Regions from separate parts of the Hordeum vulgare genome. Here region 2 is linked to region 1. Evidence: chromatin contacts called from public Hi-C data. All regions are on one chromosome and are shown on one strand. Each heading gives the region's core, a stretch centred on a gene start, on an enhancer-like site or on the middle of the called end of the contact. The rest is flanking DNA. Distances are from core to core; before and after follow the strand shown. Region 1 has its middle 30 kb from the start of LOC123442660. Region 2 has its middle 150 kb from the start of LOC123442669.

Region 1 (3,425 bases), core at 283-2,782:
GTTCAAAATTTCTTTTCACCCATAACCTGATCAAAAATTTATCCGGTTAACTAGCTAATTTATCGATTAATCCCTATTCATAGGATCATCGAGCAGCCGATAAAACAAAAAGTCATCCGATTAATTGATTAAATGACCAATTACCTTATCAATTAGTTTATTAATCTCCTACTCGCCATCCAACCGAGCAGGTACGAGTTAACGATTACCTGAACAATAGTCATACGGACCGGATCGGTGGCAAGGTCGACATGCTATCGTCAAGGTAGCCAGGTAAGGTAACCACTTCAATCAATTATATAAAAATAATAATAATAATAGCGGTAGCTGCTAGATTTTCTCCAAGCTTAGGTCAGTTCGCACTCCAAGCTTCCGGAAGTATGCCGTGAGCGGTGAGCCTGTCACACGCTTGTGCCACGGTATCAATAGACAGTTGAGATCGCATATGTGCAGTGGCAGCTTATCAGCCTCTGCATTAAGCAATTGATTATGTTTCCCTGGCCAAACTGAACAACCTATGATCGATCTGCTGGATGTGGCTCGATTAATTCGGCAATCTGCTTCGTGATGACATACGAACGTGGCAGGCAGGCAGGAAGGAGATGCCAATAAAAACGAGCAAATGGGAAAGGTTGCAGGTATGTACTATGATTCAGGACACCCATCGGTACTCAGTACACGATCATGGACCAGCCATCGCAACAATATCTCCAGTACCATCTTTGTTGCTGTTTTGCCTGGTCCCTTTCTCCATCCACCTATCTCGCTCGCTCGCTCCCGTTGCTTTCTCCGCTTTTGCTTGATGCCGAGACGCGATCGGGCCAGGCCACGTTACTCGGGGCGACGCTTCCCGCGCAACAGCGACCTGCCTCTGCCCACTGCCCTCCCTCCCTCCCTCATCTTGCGTGATGGCGCCCATGTATCTACCTTGTAGGCGCAATCAATTAAGACAAGATTTTAGATTTTTCATCAACAAACGAGATGAATTCATTATAGGAGTACTACGTACACATCCATAGCATCTTCGCTGGACTGCTAATCTCTAGCTTTCCAGCGCCGATCACTGCGAAGCATATGCCCGATCGAATAATTGAGGGCTCCAATTAAGATGCATGCTTAGCTACCGGGCACGCACGCACGCACGCACGCATCATTGTTATTCCACAAGCAACCACTACTACTAGCTAGTCGTGTCGTGCCCCTTTCACCCAAAAATCACCAAAAGAAAGAAAAAAAAAGGGAGGTCGACGAGAGCGGAGGACGCGTACGGCTACACGCCCAGCCACTCGTGTACGTACAGTAGACGCGATGCGTACGTGCCGCTCGTCTCGACGTGGCGGATGGCGCCAGGTCGGTGCACGGGGCGGTCCATCTTGTACTTTCGGGCGGGGTCGGTTAGACGTACGTTTCGGACAGCTATCGAGCCGAGCCCAAGCCAAGCGCGCGTTGCTGTCGCCAAGAGCACGTACACATCCATCCAACGCGATCAATGAAAGATGTACATGCATGCATGCGACCGCTCGGCGCTCGGCGCTGACACCGCACCGTACCGGCTAAAAGCTAAGCTAGGCTAGGCGACCCCCACTACGCCGTGCAGCGGTGGAGGGTCAATCTGTGCGAACCTGGGCCACGGAACTCAAAGACACGCCTTCACGGTGCAACCACGTGTGCTGTAGCGTTTTCCGGCGGGATCGAATATGCCGTGGTTAATGGGAGGACAATGACGGCGGTGAAAAGAGAGGCTGTTGCGTGTGTGGCCACGCAAGTCGGTAAGGGCATCTTCAAAGCGGCACCCGAAGAGCATGGTTAATAGTACAATCAAATGGTGGTTATAAAGCATTGTCATTTCATTTATAATCCATCTTATAGATATTGAGGAGCAAGCGGAGGAATGTTTCCTATGATAACTGGATTCATTGTATTGTATAATAGTTTGTTAGAAGAGTTTTTATTATTATTATTGTATGGTTCATCATTCACTCTCACAAGGTATCTAGGAGTACGTTTTATAGCTGGTTCTTAACTAAGAGCGTGTTTAACTTCTCTCTCTTCTTCTCTTTCCTTCAACTAAGCAAAAAAAAAGAGCAAGGCGAACAGGGCGGTTCCCCACTCCTCCCCCTTCCCGCGAGTCGCACCTCACTCCTTCCCCCTCACCGCTGCCGTCGGCGGGCGCAGCCGGGCGTTGCCGCGCGGCGCCCCGTAGTCCGGCGGTGGCGGCCCCCCTTCTTCCCCCGTCGCTGGACCCCGACTCAGGCGAGCGGTCCTGGCGGCGGAGCCCTTCGCCCGGCGGCGTTCCGGCGCGGATCTGGACGGCGGCGGTGTGGAGGCGTTGCCCCTTGGCGGCGGTGACATCCCATGGCTTCGCGGCGGCCGACGGCGCTCGGTTGGCTCAGATCTAGGCCCTATGGACCCGATCTGGGTCGAGGCGGGCCTGCTGGGGGCTGCGGTGGGTTGTTCTCCAGTGGTTCTGGCGAGCTCCTCGCGACAGGGATGGCGGTTGTTGTGCCGCGACTGCTGCAACTTGGCGGCGGAGTTTCACGGGTCCGTTCTAGGTTCGGACGGACATTCGTCTGGTGCGCCTCTGCTGCTATGCCTGGTCTGCTACCGCCTAAGCCGGTGGAGGTTGTTCCCTCCCTCGCGGCTGCGGTGTTGTCGGTCCTTGTCTACGGGTATCTCGTTTGGATCCAACCGGCCTCGCTTCGTTGGTTGTGGTGACACGACGGTGGTGTCCTCGTGACTGTGTTGGCACATGTTGGTGGGCATCGGGTGTGGTGGAGCCGAAGGTTGGTCCTGGATGGCGGGTGCGAGGGGTTGGGAGAAATCCATGTCGGGTCTTGCCGACACCAATGCGGTGATGCCTGCGGGCGCCGTCATCCTTCTTGAAGGGCGTCAGGTGACCCTCTTCCCCCACTACCCTCCGTGTACCGTGAGAAATCCTAGGATTCGTCCGGGCAGCAGCGTCGTCATCGTCGCATTCCTTCTTGAAGGTGGTGCTTGGTACACGGCAACACGATGGCTTTGGAGCGTGGTGGTTATCTTCGGTGGGCACAACTGTCGCGGGGTGTCGTAGCTTTCGTTGATCCGACGTTGTTGGCATTTTTTCTCTTATTTTCTCTTGTATTTTATTTTGGGCGTGCTTGTGCTGTTAGCCCGAGCGTTGATTGGTATGTTGTATCGGTTGGTTGCTACATTCATATAGCGGGGCGAAAGCCTATTTCGAGAGAACTAAGCAAAAATATACTATTTTATTTTAATAACCAACCAACTCAGTTCTATTGTATTTGCTCTCAAACCTTTTTTATATTTTTTAAATTATAATGTTTGAATCATTTTAATCATTTAACGGGACCTTTGTATATCCGCTTAAGTTTACGGTATCCTAACAATAAACGTGAAGGACTTTTGTGAAAGTCTGGACATCTTCT
Region 2 (3,425 bases), core at 644-3,143, 130 kb before region 1:
AAAAATGAAAAGTACAGTAAAAAACCGTTTCAAAAACAAAAAAAGGTTTGAAAAGCTTCTGGAAGCTTTCCAAAAGTGGGGGATTCCGCAACCTTGACAAAGAATAAATAAATAAAGAAAAAGAAGTATGTAAACGTATATATCGGCTTGTCGTAGTGGTTGTTGCGCTGCTCTTTGAATGTGGAGATCCTGATTTTGAACCCCGCCTTGCATCCTTTTTGCTTTGCTTGAGTTTGAAGAGAGAAAATAAAGGGACATCGGGTTGGCCCAGCGCATCTCGGGGTGTGCTCCTGATTGCACAAAATATTGTAACGGGCGTAGCGGGCGCCATTTTGGATTTGCCGATCTTCTGCAAGATACATCGTTTGGTTGCTACAATGTTGGATCGCCATAATGCCTCTTCCGACCCGTTACAGTCACGGGGAAAACGTGGGGTTAATGGGCTAGGCCTAGCTGCTCGTGCTTGTGTGCATCGCATGGCTGTTTGATCAAAATATGTTATATAGCGAAATTACTAATTAATTGGTACTCTTTGCAAAGGTCACTCATATCTCCGCATGTTAAGACAAGTGGCAACTGCCTGTACGTCACTTGTATCAACCCAGTATTCAAAACGTTTTATCTTTTGTACCGTGCGTTCAAATCTCAAACCGTTTTTACTGTTGGATTACTCGCGTGAGAGATCTTTATAACTAGACCTTGCATTGATAGGTTTCGAGAACTTTTTTCTTCATAAACAAACTAGACGAAAAAAACGAATCGGAAGCAAAAAAAGATCATTTTCCAAAGAGGGATGACTGTGCCTCACGCGAAACCAAATCCGTGCTTCCACGAGAAGGAAAATGTGCCTCCCACGAAAGAAGAACAAAAACATGAGGAAATGCGTATTTATGTAAACAAGCTTAACTCCATTCTGCTTTTACAAGTACACTTTGTTGGGATCAGAGGAGATGGATTGTTCCACCCGTGACAAAGGCGACTGCGAGGTTACCTCGGGTCCACCATTAATGGCCCCTGTGCCTCGCCTACTCCCATAACTCCAACTCTCAGCCTCCCGCCATCCACCCACCAAGCCCCAGCCCCCAGATCCGAGAGGAGGATAGCGGGGAGGTGTCGTCGAGGCCACGCGAGGCAGGCACACCCCACAACAATGGTGGCAGCTCTGATGGCCCTTCAGTAGACGATTCCGGTGGAGCTGCTGCCGGAAATCGACCTGCACTCTTCGGAGGTGCACGCGGAGATGTTGCGCGTGGTGCGGGGGCGCTTCCCCGACCGCTCCAAATGGCGAGATATTATGGTGGAGATCATCCACAGATCTACCTTCGAGGAGCGAGCCCCTTTTTGCGGCGACGACGGCTGGATGGACTACGATATGATATTATGGGACATCGAGGAGGCGGAGACGATGGATCCACGCCAGGCAGCGAGCTGGAGACAGTTCAAGGCGGAGAGCCCCTCTCGTCTCAACATCCGTCTGCCGCCAGTGATAGAGTTGGCCAATCCCCCCCCCCCCCCCCCCCCCCCCCCCGGGGTCAACCTGCCCCTCGTTCCCTAAAGCCTTGGGCTCCCAGCGGACGTGCTCGCCGAAGGGCGCTTGGCTCGGAGCTGTGGGCGCGTCGTGAAGGGGGAGAGCTGCATCTCCGCAGTTTGGAACCACCACCGTGGCCAGGAGACCGTGGTGATATCTCTGCTTACCGGAGTAAGGGAGTTTTCGTGATGTGGGGAGTTGTGGTGACATTCTGGTCAAAAATTTAGATCGTGGTTTGTGAGAGTGTGACATTTCTCCTACTAGTCTTGTTGTTGGAGTTTCTACTCCTCGCCTTCCACAGTTGCCATGGGGTGCTTGTGCCTCCCCAACCCTGGCGAGGTCTTTGTCGGATGGCGACGCTGTGGTTCCTAAGGTGCCACGGGCTTATTCGAAATTGCCCTTGCGTGAACCAGTTGCGATTCCTGCACCCCTCATCTGGGGATGTGTGGTCAAGCGGAAGGCGCATTTGCCAAAGCCGTCTTTCCGTGAGGAAAATAGCTTTGAGGAGGAAACGGCAGAGTTTTTTGGATTACTTTGGGTTATCCCTTCCACCGTGCGCCGCCGGCCTCACATACACAACCCCCTCCCCTCCATACCCTAGATATGCCATCCCCAAAATTTTCTGGGTGAGGAAAGACTTCTTCCAATCTAGGAAATTTTTGAGAGAAGATTGTTTTCCAGTTGAGTGCTTAGGTCATTTTGACCCTACCCCACCATCTTCAAGCTTTTGATGGAGGGGATCAGCCCTGGTTCATTGTCGTTCACGGAGGTGGTCAAGAGGAATATGGACAAAGGGGGATAGCAACAGTAGTGGCCTCCATGTTGCCAGGCCAACAAGAAGACGGTGCCTGCCCAGGGAGGGCAAGTCCAGCCTCCCACACCTCCTCCACCTGCTCCCACGAAACCGACCAAGGCCATGGCCAAGGGTGGGGGTGGCAACGAAGAATCTGGTGTGAGGGGCTCCCAACCCAGTACGAGCGGCACCTGCAGTCCCACATCCACCAGCTACTCAAGCCGTGGATCCGAGGTACAAGGATATGACTTGTTTCAATTGAAGTTGGCATAGGAACTACATTGGTAACTGCATTGAAACCAAGAAGTGTTTCATTTGTGAGGATGGACACAATGTAAACAACTGTGCAACATGGGTCCATCAACACCCTACCGCAACATACTTTGGAAGTGTTGCTCCAGATTTAGGGTTTTACCATATTAACATCCCCGTGTGTGTGGAATCAAGTTGGATGAACTATAAAAATTGTACTCTGCTACATGTGGTGAGAGGGGAGGTGTCTACCTCAGAATTACTGATGCAACTGAACGATATCTTTTGCAAGAACAAGGAATGGCCCCGGCAGATCAAAGAGGTGGAAAGTAAAAAATTCCTTCTATGCTTTCCTCATCGGAAGAATGTTGAAGATCTGATTGAGTTCCCTCATTTTGATCTGCCTTTTGATGGAGTTTTTACGAAGGTGGTCGAATGGCAAGGAATGCTAGACCCCTTTGGAGAACTCACTGAAGCATGGGTTCAGATTGAAGGATTTCCTCCCAAGTGGTGTGCTTGGAAAGTATTTTCTCAAATCACTTCTTGTTTTGGTATCCTTGTGGATGTGGACTGGAATGGCATTTTTAAATGCGTATATGAGGTCATTCGTGTGAAGGTGGCATGTAGGGACCCAACCAAAACCCATTTTGAGAGATTGGTGGAAATTAAAAAGAAATTGTATCTGATGTTCTTCTATGTGGAAGGTTTTGATTAGATTGGTGAAGAGGATGATGAAGATGGGGATGACCGAGACAAGGAAGGTCCTAACATTAGCAAGAATGAAGAGAAGGAGCTTGAGGAAAATACTGACCTAACAGATAAAGACGATGTGGAAGAAGATGAGGACACCCC

Evidence for each region. A called contact is a pair of places that touch in the nucleus more often than the background predicts.
Region 2: a contact with region 1 is called in a Hi-C map of seedling, with 3 times the contacts expected there. The contact joins two enhancer-like sites. A contact is called at or near these places in 2 of 6 Hi-C or Micro-C datasets (leaf and seedling).

Annotation. Positions count from the first base shown.
Region 1 is chr1H:427,540,173-427,543,597 of MorexV3_pseudomolecules_assembly, reverse strand. No RefSeq gene overlaps it. Among protein-coding and RNA genes, the nearest start is that of LOC123442660, 30 kb to the right of the region's middle. Within about 2 kb of position 1,532, at least 3 of the 3 cell types and tissues checked have open chromatin away from gene starts, as enhancers often do. A contact at or near this core is called in leaf and seedling, where this site is marked.
Region 2 is chr1H:427,674,654-427,678,078 of MorexV3_pseudomolecules_assembly, reverse strand. No RefSeq gene overlaps it. Among protein-coding and RNA genes, the nearest start is that of LOC123442669, 150 kb to the left of the region's middle. Within about 2 kb of position 1,893, at least 3 of the 3 cell types and tissues checked have open chromatin away from gene starts, as enhancers often do. A contact at or near this core is called in leaf and seedling, where this site is marked.